2 separate regions of the Danio rerio genome follow, and region 1 is linked to region 2. The links are chromatin contacts, called in public HiCAR-type maps. All regions are on one chromosome and are shown on one strand. Each heading gives the region's core, a stretch centred on a gene start, on an enhancer-like site or on the middle of the called end of the contact. The rest is flanking DNA. Distances are from core to core; before and after follow the strand shown.

The links. HiCAR-type assays count read pairs that join an accessible place to other places.
Region 1: a HiCAR-type map of caudal fin shows a contact between it and region 2, with 11 times the contacts expected there. The contact joins the promoter of gja1b here to the promoter of hsf2 in region 2. A contact is called at or near these places in 4 of 18 Hi-C or Micro-C datasets (caudal fin, fibroblasts, hematopoietic stem cells and 1 more) and 1 of 4 datasets of contacts at active chromatin or transcription factors (caudal fin).

What each region holds. Positions count from the first base shown.
Region 1 is chr20:44,008,440-44,013,847 of GRCz12tu, forward strand. gja1b (gap junction protein alpha 1b) reads right to left here and starts at 3,631. Exons shown (of 2, transcript NM_131038.1): 1 at 3,537-3,631; 2 at 1-1,094. The coding sequence starts at 1,078. It also overlaps a transcript of gja13.2 not described here.
Region 2 is chr20:43,776,759-43,781,889 of GRCz12tu, forward strand. It overlaps hsf2 (heat shock transcription factor 2), which reads right to left and starts at 1,493. Exons shown (of 12, transcript NM_131867.1): 1 at 1,286-1,493. The coding sequence starts at 1,378.

The sequences.
Region 1 (5,408 bases), core at 2,381-4,880, 230 kb after region 2:
CATCTATCAACGCCAATGGCTGCAACTCATGCCCTGGCGTCAGTTTCTTGTGCTCATGTGTATCATCAGGGTAGTCGAAGGCTTGTGCATGTGAATTGGAGATGGTGCTGCCATTCTGGCCCAAGCGATTCTGTTCTGTGCTGTAGTTGGCCCAATTCTGCTCATTAGCCTGCTTGTTGTAATTGCGGCAAGAGTTGGTCCTTTCGCCGGTGGCCAGTTTGTAGCCTGGAGGTGACATTGGTGAGAGCGGTGCAGTTGGTGAGGAGCAACCATTGTAGTACGCGTATTTGGTCGTAGACAGTTCCTTCGGCGTGGGGCTCAAAGTGCCAGTGGGAAACTGTGTGTTTTGTCGGCTTTTGACGCGGTCCTTGATTCGTTTGAAGAGCACGTAGAAGAGCTCGATGATGTTGAGCAAAAGCGAGAAGAGCGAAACCACTAGCATGAAGATGATGAAGATGGTCTTCTCGGTGGGCCGAGAAAGGAAACAGTCCACCCTATGAGGGCAAGGCGTGCGTTCGCATGTGTACACGGCAGAGAGGCTGAAGCCGTAGAGGTACCATTGGATGACCAGGAAGACCACCTCACAGATGGACTTGAAAATGATGCTGAAGATGTAGGTGCGCAGCAGGCTACCCTTCATCTTCACCTTGCCGTGCTCCTCTAGGCCATGCTTAAACTTCTTGAGCTCGATTTTCTTGAGATGGAGCTCAACGTCGCCGCCGTCGTTCTGCACGGCCTTCAGCTCCTCTTCTTTACGGTTGAGTTTCTCCTCCTTTCGCATCAGGTAGAAGACATGCGCCAGGTACAGGAGCGTCGGCGTGGACACGAAGATGATCTGAAGCACCCAGAAGCGCACGTGCGAGATGGGGAACGATTTGTCATAGCAGACATTCTCGCAACCAGGCTGCTGGGTATTGCACTTGAAAGCTGACTGCTCGTCACCCCAGGCCGATTCCACTGCTGTTCCCAGAACAAGGATCCGGAAGATGAAGAGCACAGAGAGCCAGACCTTCCCTCCGGCCGTGGAGTAGGCCTGCACCTTGTCAAGAAGCCTTCCCAACGCACTCCAGTCACCCATCTTGAGGGAGTTCTAGCTGAAAATAGAAAGCTCATATGTAATCAAATGTATTTAGACACTTTGGTGACACTTGAATATGTCTTAATGTCACTGTATTAGATGCACACTATCAAAGTGACAAATAATACTTCACATTATTTTCTTTTAACCAAACAGTCCATCACTTTTACTGCATTTATGAAAACAGTTCCCCTTCAAGTTCATGCTACTATAATATAAAGTCATATACATATATTAGTTACTTGGCTTTTTTTGAAAAGTTGTAGTGATTATGTAATGCAAAGATGACATTTAAACACGTTGAAGTGTGGCTTATGTGTCCATAAACTTTTTTTTTTAATCTGAGGTCACTGTAGGCACATAATGAAAGTGTTAGTTTCAGCACCTGCTGAGGATGTTATTATGAAAATAATCATGAAAGCTGACCTCAGGATTATCATAATATAAACTACACCTGGTCTCGGATAACAAACATGTGGCTCCCACAAGTAGGGGTTAAGTTTTAGGTTGTAAAGATAACTGCCAGAACTGGCTTTTGCTTAGTGAATTAAACATTCACAAATAAAAGCTAGCATGATAGTTTTTTTTACAGCAAGTGAGTCATCATCCATTGATTAAAAAGATCTTAAATACCATTAAAAAACATTGCCAAGCATAGGACATTGCTTGACTAGGGATTTTAAAGACCCTTGTTTATTCAGCAAGATGTCCTCCAGATATTTCAGAGATGTTTAAATACAGAAAATACCATTCGCTTCAAATCTGAATTGGGAAGCAAGTCTTTGATTAATTTCCCAGTGCAGCATGGAAAGTCAAATATCATAAGGAACTGTTTAAGAAGTTCTAAAGAACTGCCTGTTTCATGTGGTGCAGGCATGAAGAAGAGCATCTCTTCAATATCCTGGACAATTTGTGGGTCTCGTGGCACTAATAAAAAGTTTGAATGGGGTATGTGGAATGTATTTAGCATAATTACAGTGCTAAAATCTGTAAGTGGGGAAAGAAAACAAGCACAATGCGATAAATATTTTTTATTCTTGTTTAGACAATAAGTGGGAAGTAATTACAGTTGTTTTTTCTGTGCTACATTTGACTAAATCTTTGATTTGTTGTTAGGCTGTAAAATAAAGTATAAAACAATGTTGGTCCAACCTTATATTAGGTGGACTTAACTTTTAGCTGAAGCACAATGTACTTTTGTGTTCATATTGTATTGCATAACACTATTGAGGTGGAATACGGGTAAGGTTAGGGAAAGGTTTGGTGATATAGGTAGGTTTAAGAATGGGTTAAGATGTAAGGAATGTGTTAAATAACTAAAAACAAATTACATAATTAATTACATGCAGTTAATTGAAAAAATATAAGTACTATTGTGGATGCTTATAAACCTTGTGTTTCTATCTGTGGAACCTAGCATGACATATACGATGAATTTTTGTTAATTTCTTTGTCTTGCGTGGAAAAGTACAGCAGGTCTGTAATGTAACCTTGAAGAACTGATATAAGCGGGAGAAAGCCATCCCTTAGTCACACTCTGCAGTGAACCTGTGTTTCTGCATGACTGTCTGACCCTCTTGGAAGAGAATAAAATCATCTTCAAATATAATTGGACATGTTTGTGTCCTACTAAGTGATGGAATTTTAATATTGCCACAACACTATGTTAATACATGAGTGTACACAATAGGTGTATCAAGGGATTAGTTTATATGTAAGCACATAGTAGTTAAAGCCACTTAATGTGACACCAAATTGTTTGTTACATTTATTCAAACATAAACTGAAAGGGAAAAAATGTTATTACATTGATTACAAAAATAATGTTGAAATGATTGAGAATTGCAGGTTAAAGTTTGCTATAATAAAGCAGAGTTACATGAAATGAAGGTCTTAACAGCGCCTCCTCACGACACATAAATATCCTTTTTCCGAAAAACAAAGTTGTATTAGAATTGTTTAAAATAGGAAGAAAAACATTTATATTACATCTTATACGATAAGAAAAATTTATTGTTCTAATTGTTTCCAGTATTTTTAATTTGTGACTTCTATTGAGGCTGTTTTTTCTTCATAAATTTCTCCCAAAAACAAAAAGTTATTCCATTTTTGTTTTAATTAACTTCATGCCTTTTAAATTAGTTTATTAATCTACCGACTGTGTCTCCTGCAATATTAGACGTGAATAATAAAGGCTCATTCTAAAATATGATAGCATAATTTACGTTTTGACAAAAAGTAAATAGCAAATATGAATCATATCATGGCGATTAATAGAATTGTGAACGTGTAAACTCATTGAAGCGTTGTGTAAAAGTTACGATTTACCATGAAAATGGCATATAAATCTTTGCAATTATTAAAAAAGTATATTTCCACCGTTTAGCTCTGTATATTATTGTCTTGAAGCAAGAAGAAAAAAAGTTTTGAAAAGTTGTAAGACTGTGTAAAAACTTACCTGGAAAGAAGTAAAGAGTGGAGAGCCCTGTAGGGACTTACTCCGTCGCCTCTGAAGTTCAGTCACCAAATCCAAGTACGCGACTATGGAGAAACTGAAGCACACTTGTCAAACTTTCCCTGCTTATAAGAGAGTCAGAGGGAAGAAAGTGGAAAGCAGACGCACAAAGTTTGGCGAAGTCACATGACTAGCGACGTCACGAGAGTTTTTTGGGTCCTCCTTGTAGCCTAAACTCGCTCACTTGATCCTCCGGTTTACCAAACGCTTCTCTCGAAAACGTCATGAAACTGTCGAGAATTTTGTTAGTTATGTCATATAATAAATCTAAATAGGAAAACAATTTGGTGGCTGCACTGTCGCCTCACGGCAAGAAGGTCGCTGGTTCGATTCTGTGACATTTCTGCGTGGAGTTTGCAGGTTCTCCCCGTGTTCGTTTGGGTTTCCTCCACAATCCAAAGACATTCGGTACAGGTGAATTGAATAAACTGAATTGGCCCTGTATGCGTGAATGAGTGTGTGGATGTTTCGCTGTACTGGGTAACAGCTGGAAGGGCATCCGCTGCGTAAAACATGCTGGAAGTTTGTAGTTCATTCCGCTCTGGCGAGCCCTGATGAATAAAGGGACTAAGCCAAAGGAAAATTACTGAATGAAAGAAAACAAGTTGTAACCTATAGGCTACAATGGCAAGTCTGACTTTAAAACTGAAAAGGTTGAGTGGTATTAGAATTGTATAAGACAAGATTATGATTTTCTGAAATTAGCAAGTAAGCCTATAGCCTACTGATCTTTGTGAGGCATTCATAGACCGTATGCCCCATTTCATCCATAGACTTTCATAAAAGGGGTTGATCCACTTGAAAAGTCAATTACTAGCCTATATATATATATATATATATATATATATATATATATATATATATATATATATATATATATATATATATATATATATATTGAAGTTTTACTTAAAACTGTCAAACAACACAAAATTATGGACAATTTTTTTTTACTTTTTTATCCCCCTTAAATGTTAACAACTGTATATGCACGCAGGTATTATTTGAGTAGGCTATGTGGTGTGTGTGTTTCTTTCTGTCGGTCTTACTATAGCACCTGATATTTCTCATCTTCTTTATGAAAAAGTTGTTACGTATTCATTTTCATTTACGTTTGTCTTTGTTGTCAAATTTTTATTAGAACAAAGCATATTTAAACACACATATTTCATTAAATGCCACTGAAATGCTTTTGAGACAAACAAAAATGAGTAAATCACTGGCCTTGTAGAGACAGGAGTTCGGTTTAGCGAGTGCAACTCAAGCAGTTGTACCGCCATCTTGTGTTCAGTTAGCGAGCCTTACAGTTGACAACATTGATTAAACACACTGGAGCCATTCCAGCGTTATGGATGTAACATTTGCAGTAAAAAAAATCTTAAAACATAAATACAAAAAACCTATATATTAACATTACATTGAAACATTTGTTAATATTTTGCAAAACAACGAACCACAGAGTTATGGGATCAGAAAAATATCTATCTGTTAACATGCTTAATATTTTAAATTAGGAAAGTAGACATGCAAGCCCGTAGCCAGGTAGTTCGGGTAGTTCAAAAGACTCACCCCTCATTGACAAAAGTCCAGAATTTGTCCCATGCATATGACTGCTATGGCATCATAAATAGTGAAAATAACCCATCGAAAAAGGTTTGAAGACCAAGTGGAATCCTCTGTCGGCTGTCGCTTCAGTTTGACTTTATTCATTAATTCATTTTCTTGTCGGCTTTATTAAGCTGGGGTCACCACAGCGGAATGAACCGCCAACTTATCCAGCATATATTTACGCAGCGGATGCCCTTCCAGCTGCAA
Region 2 (5,131 bases), core at 243-2,742:
TAAACATTTTTTGCAATGGATTGTTTAGCTTGCAACACACAAGAAAATGCATAAAAAAAATCTAAATTTAGTTATTTCTTAGCCACATATTTTAATGTCAATATTTTTTCAACATAGTTTCAAGCCCATTTATAAATGTTATGTCCATTCCCCCTTACTTCTGTAAAAAGTTTTTGTACAAATGGGAGATCATGTAAAGGGATATGTTGCCCTGTTACTGTCATGAGGAATTATGTTACTGTTTACAGTTTTCTTTTTGTTGATTGGGGAATTTAATTTAGAGAATTTTCTGTAAAACTGTCTAACAGCTGTTGTGATTATATCCCTTTGCAATGAAAAAATAAATGATTTAAAGACCTACAACACAATATTTAGTCTTAATACGAGCGTCCAAAGCTTGGTAATAAATGAAATGCAGGGATGTTTAAGCTGTGTTTCATTTTGCTGGAATGAAAATGAAACCCTGCAGAAAATAAATATGACTTAACTTTGCAAAGAATATTTTTCTGAAATTATATTGTTAAGGAGAAAGTCAGAATGTGCGAATATAAAACCAACTTTACCTCAAAGGTATTCCACAGGGATCCATACTTGGTACAAAGTTATTCGTGCTATGCTGTGTTTTTGATACTTTGCAAACATTATTTATAGGAAAACCTATTTAAAGGGAGGAAAATGGAGATATCTACATGCCTGAACATTATCTGCTAATCCTTTAAAGACAATTTTAAGTAATATATACCCACCTCTCTCAGATTTATTAGCCCTATGATTTTTTGCTTTTAATTGCCAGGAAAATTAAACAGCATTTACTAAAAAAATTTATTCTGAAGGTCTTTTTTGTTTTGAAAATTTTAATGGTCAATGTAATAAGCCTCTTTAACAAATATTTATTTTCGCTACAGAACAAACAAGAATTATCCAATAACTTGCCTAACTAGCATAACATGCCTAGTTAACTTAATAACCTAGTTAAGCCTTAAAAAAACACTTTAAGCAATAAATATATATATATACACACATACACACATATATACACACACACACACACACACACACACACATATATATATATATATATATATATATATATATATATATATATATATATATCCCTAATCTTAATACACACAAAAATACAATGCTGAAAAAATACAAAACAATGTATGACATTTATAATCTGACACACATCCGTCACAATCTACAGCTGATCACATAGCCTTAGAACAAGGATTGCAAACGATTTTGACGCTAAGCTAGAATGCTAACATTGTTGTTTTTTTACCTGACTCCAGCAAATGAATTCATTCGTATCCGAATCCTCGACGAGGGTCCAAAGCTTGGTAAGAAATGCGGGGACGTTCGAGCTGTGTTTCATTTTGCTGGTATGAAAATGAAACGCTGCAGAAAAGAAATAACGTTAATATGACTCAGTTTTTTTCTCGTGTAGACAAAACACACGCACCAGGGAAAACAGCGACGCAACTACACACAACTTCCACGATTCGAGAGCTGTGATTGGTGCGTTGCTGACTTACGTAAGGTTCCTCACGTGTATTGTCATCCGCATGTTGGTGTGAGCCAATGAATGCGCACCATTGAGAAAACAGGGACCTGATTGGCTACTCTTCTACCCCAAGAGAAATAAAACAACACCATGACGTGTTTTAAATGTCTGTGTTGCACAAATACAAAAATAAATCTCTTGTAAATAAATATAAAGAAATGTAACAGATTAAAAACCCGAATCATTTATTTTAAATGTAATTTAACTTCTCACATTTTGCTAACAGATAAGTGAACAATAAAATCACAAATGCACAGAAAACGAATTATATAATAAAGGTTGATACAACTGCATTTGAGCTTTATAGTTGCATTAAAAAAGCCATAACAATTTAGGAAAAACTCAATTCCACTGTATCTTTCACAGACGGGCTGAGAAAAGCCCAATGATTTAAACACTAAGCATACAATTAAACAAAAAAAATGAAACAAAAATAATCAACATACAGTGTAAACATATCAAATAGGAACTTTGTAAGGGGTGAACTATAGCCAAATTCGTTAAACAAATCATACAGCTGCCCTTGATGTTTTCTGTTCACCGTAATTGTTTGAAGGAAAAGAAAATGGAAAACCCGGAGTGGAGTTTAAAACGAGTCAGTAAAGAACGCTGGGAGAAATTCATCGTCGCTCCGTTCCACTCGTTCGCGATACTCCATTGCGCATTTTATTCTGTGAGTCGCTTGCTAACGCTCATTTACTATTTTGAAAGTTTGAACTTAATTAGTTTGTTGAGAAGGAAGCTAACTGGCTAATTGTCTGTCTAAAATGTAAGTTATTGTATATTAATTAGCCGTTTTAATTGTCACAGAGAAGGTATAGTGTATTGTTTACTTTAGGAATCACAATAAGACTTTGCTTGTGATGAAGTATAATAGTTTTTACTTTTTTTGACGATGTTACATGATGCGTGCTTCATAACTGTTCATAAATCTTTTGTTTGTAATATAGTGGCATGTAATTGTGACAGAGTGCTCCTTAAAGGAAATATATATGCCTACAGTATATATTTTCAAGACCAATAAGGGTGTAAATGAAATGTTCAGTAACTGTTAGCCTATATACCATTTCAATGTGGTGATGTCATTGGCCTCTAAACATTTCCTGCTTGTTATCAAACTTTTTTTTAAACTGTAACAAGAGACAATTCAATCATAACTTAATTTTAAAACAACTATCTTAACATTATTTATCAATATGTGGCTCATTCTGGATTCTCAGAATCTATAAATAGAAATTAAAAATGTAAAACAATAACAATAAGTTGGGCCCATTGTTTTTATTTACATCTCTCAAAATTGTCTATATATATGTATGTATGTATATATCTATGTCTAAAAGGGCAAATATATTGATATCACATGACTTGCCACATACAGCTTGCTTTATCTGTGATAATGACTGTGTTAAACAAAATTGTTTATAAAATAAATAAGTTGACAACAGAATATTACACATTTACCTCTATAAAACTACAATTGTGTTCCCTTTCCCCTGTTTTGACAGCAGATACTGTTCGCACATCATTGAAGTTGCAGTTCAGACAGTTTGCACCAGGGCAAAGTGAGCAAGTGAGTATTCTCTTGTGTATTTTAAAATGACACGTGTATGTATTGCAATAATATATTCAGAATCAATTACATTATAGGGTTCTCACACTGTGTAGTTACAGGAACTCAGTTATTAACTCAGGAACAAGCCATATCCTACATGATTCTCTGAGAGTTAATATCTCTCCAGACCTGGTTGTATCATTGTCAGCTTTCTGAATGTGTACGTCTTGGAAAACTTAATTATATCTAATTGTTTTCTTTATTATATGTTTATATATCTTTAAAAATTGCCTTAATCACCCCAAAGAACCACTAAAGAAAAGTTACTGATGCTATAAAAATCTGACATTGCGATATTTTATTTTGCCGCAGTTTATATTACAATATGAATAAATTGCTCAAAGATCTTATGAAATGTGTCTTTAATTCTGAAAACTATTGGACTCGCCAGTCAGGAGGGACTGATTAGACACCATACTTTGTTTTTAAAGCATCAATGTAATACATGAACATAAATCATTGTAGTAAGAACTATATATATATATATATATATATATATATATATATATATATATATATATATATATATATATATATATATATATATATAAAAAAACACATCCCATTCATTTATAACAAAAGACCAGAGTTTTTGATCAATACTGCAGACAGTCACAAGGGAGCCATCAAAATGTTTTGCTTTTCACTTTTTATGACCTGTCATGCACACTTGTTTTGACGTGTTACGTATTAAGTTAAATTACGTATTAAGATAATTCCCACCAACATATGTATAAAGGAAAGCCCCTATGAATAGGATTTAGGATGCAATTTGTACTTTTATTTTTGTCTTGGAAGTGCCATTTTCTAACACTAGAGGGCAACATTACACAACAATACTAGCGCTGAAACAGCTTTGACCTGAAAAGTTCAGAAACAGATGATAGCTTGATTATTTGGAGTTATTCGATTCCTGATGATATTACTCAGATATATTGCAGTACAAATCCATTGTAAAACTGTGATCAGACTAAGCAGGATTAAATGTATTTTTACATGTAAGATGGTAAAAGGATGCAGTCCTTCAACAATTCTATTCAGCCATGGGGGTGAAAACCCGTTGAAATTAAACTTCTGTCCTCCTCAGAGCACTCGAGTCTGTTGTGAAGAGGATTTTACCCGTGCAGCAGCTGCAAATAAAAAAACCTTACAAATTCTGCCCCTCCGAAGCCCAGCTCTCTCTCCCACACATACACACATGTGATAGTAATTTCAGTTTTAGCTGATGTTATAAATAACTGATTATTGTGCTTTTTAAATGCTTAGCACTTGATTTAATTTGTTAAGCCAGCTGCAAAACAAATTGCCTTCTGAGAGAAATAAAAGGCTGTGTTTAATTAACGAGAGCTGATGTTGGACATAGAGTAACTGTAAGTGTGGACTAACAATGCTAAGAGACGAACATTAAGGTGAGTGTTAGGGAGAATGAACTTGACAGGGCCGACTAATGAGAGCAGACAGTAATATCACATCAAACGATTGCATCAAAGGGTCTTTCCTAATAGCCATAATTAGAACATTCTTTGATTCTCGGTAGGAGAGATTATGTAGATGGTAAAAATCAGTGCGAATTACAGTTAGACAGGTGATAGGAAAGCCACTATTGCATATAGCACAGTTGCGGTAAAACACGTGACTTCTTTCTTTCTTTCTTTCTTTCTTTCTTTCTTTCTTTCTTTCTTTCTTTCTTTCTTTCTTTCTTTCTTTCTTTCTTTCTTTCTTTCTTTCTTTCTTTCTTTCTTTCAGTAACACTATATTATATTTCTGCTTCACCCACTTTTGATGTTGAAAATTCAGCTCTAAAGTTTAATAAAGTGACTTTTATTGACACTTTAATAGTTTGAAATAATATAGTAAAAAAGAAACAATATGAAGAAAAATGAGTCTGTAAAATATCAGAAAAACTACTGGCAGTTTATAACAAGATTTTTGTACCGTAATATACAACATTA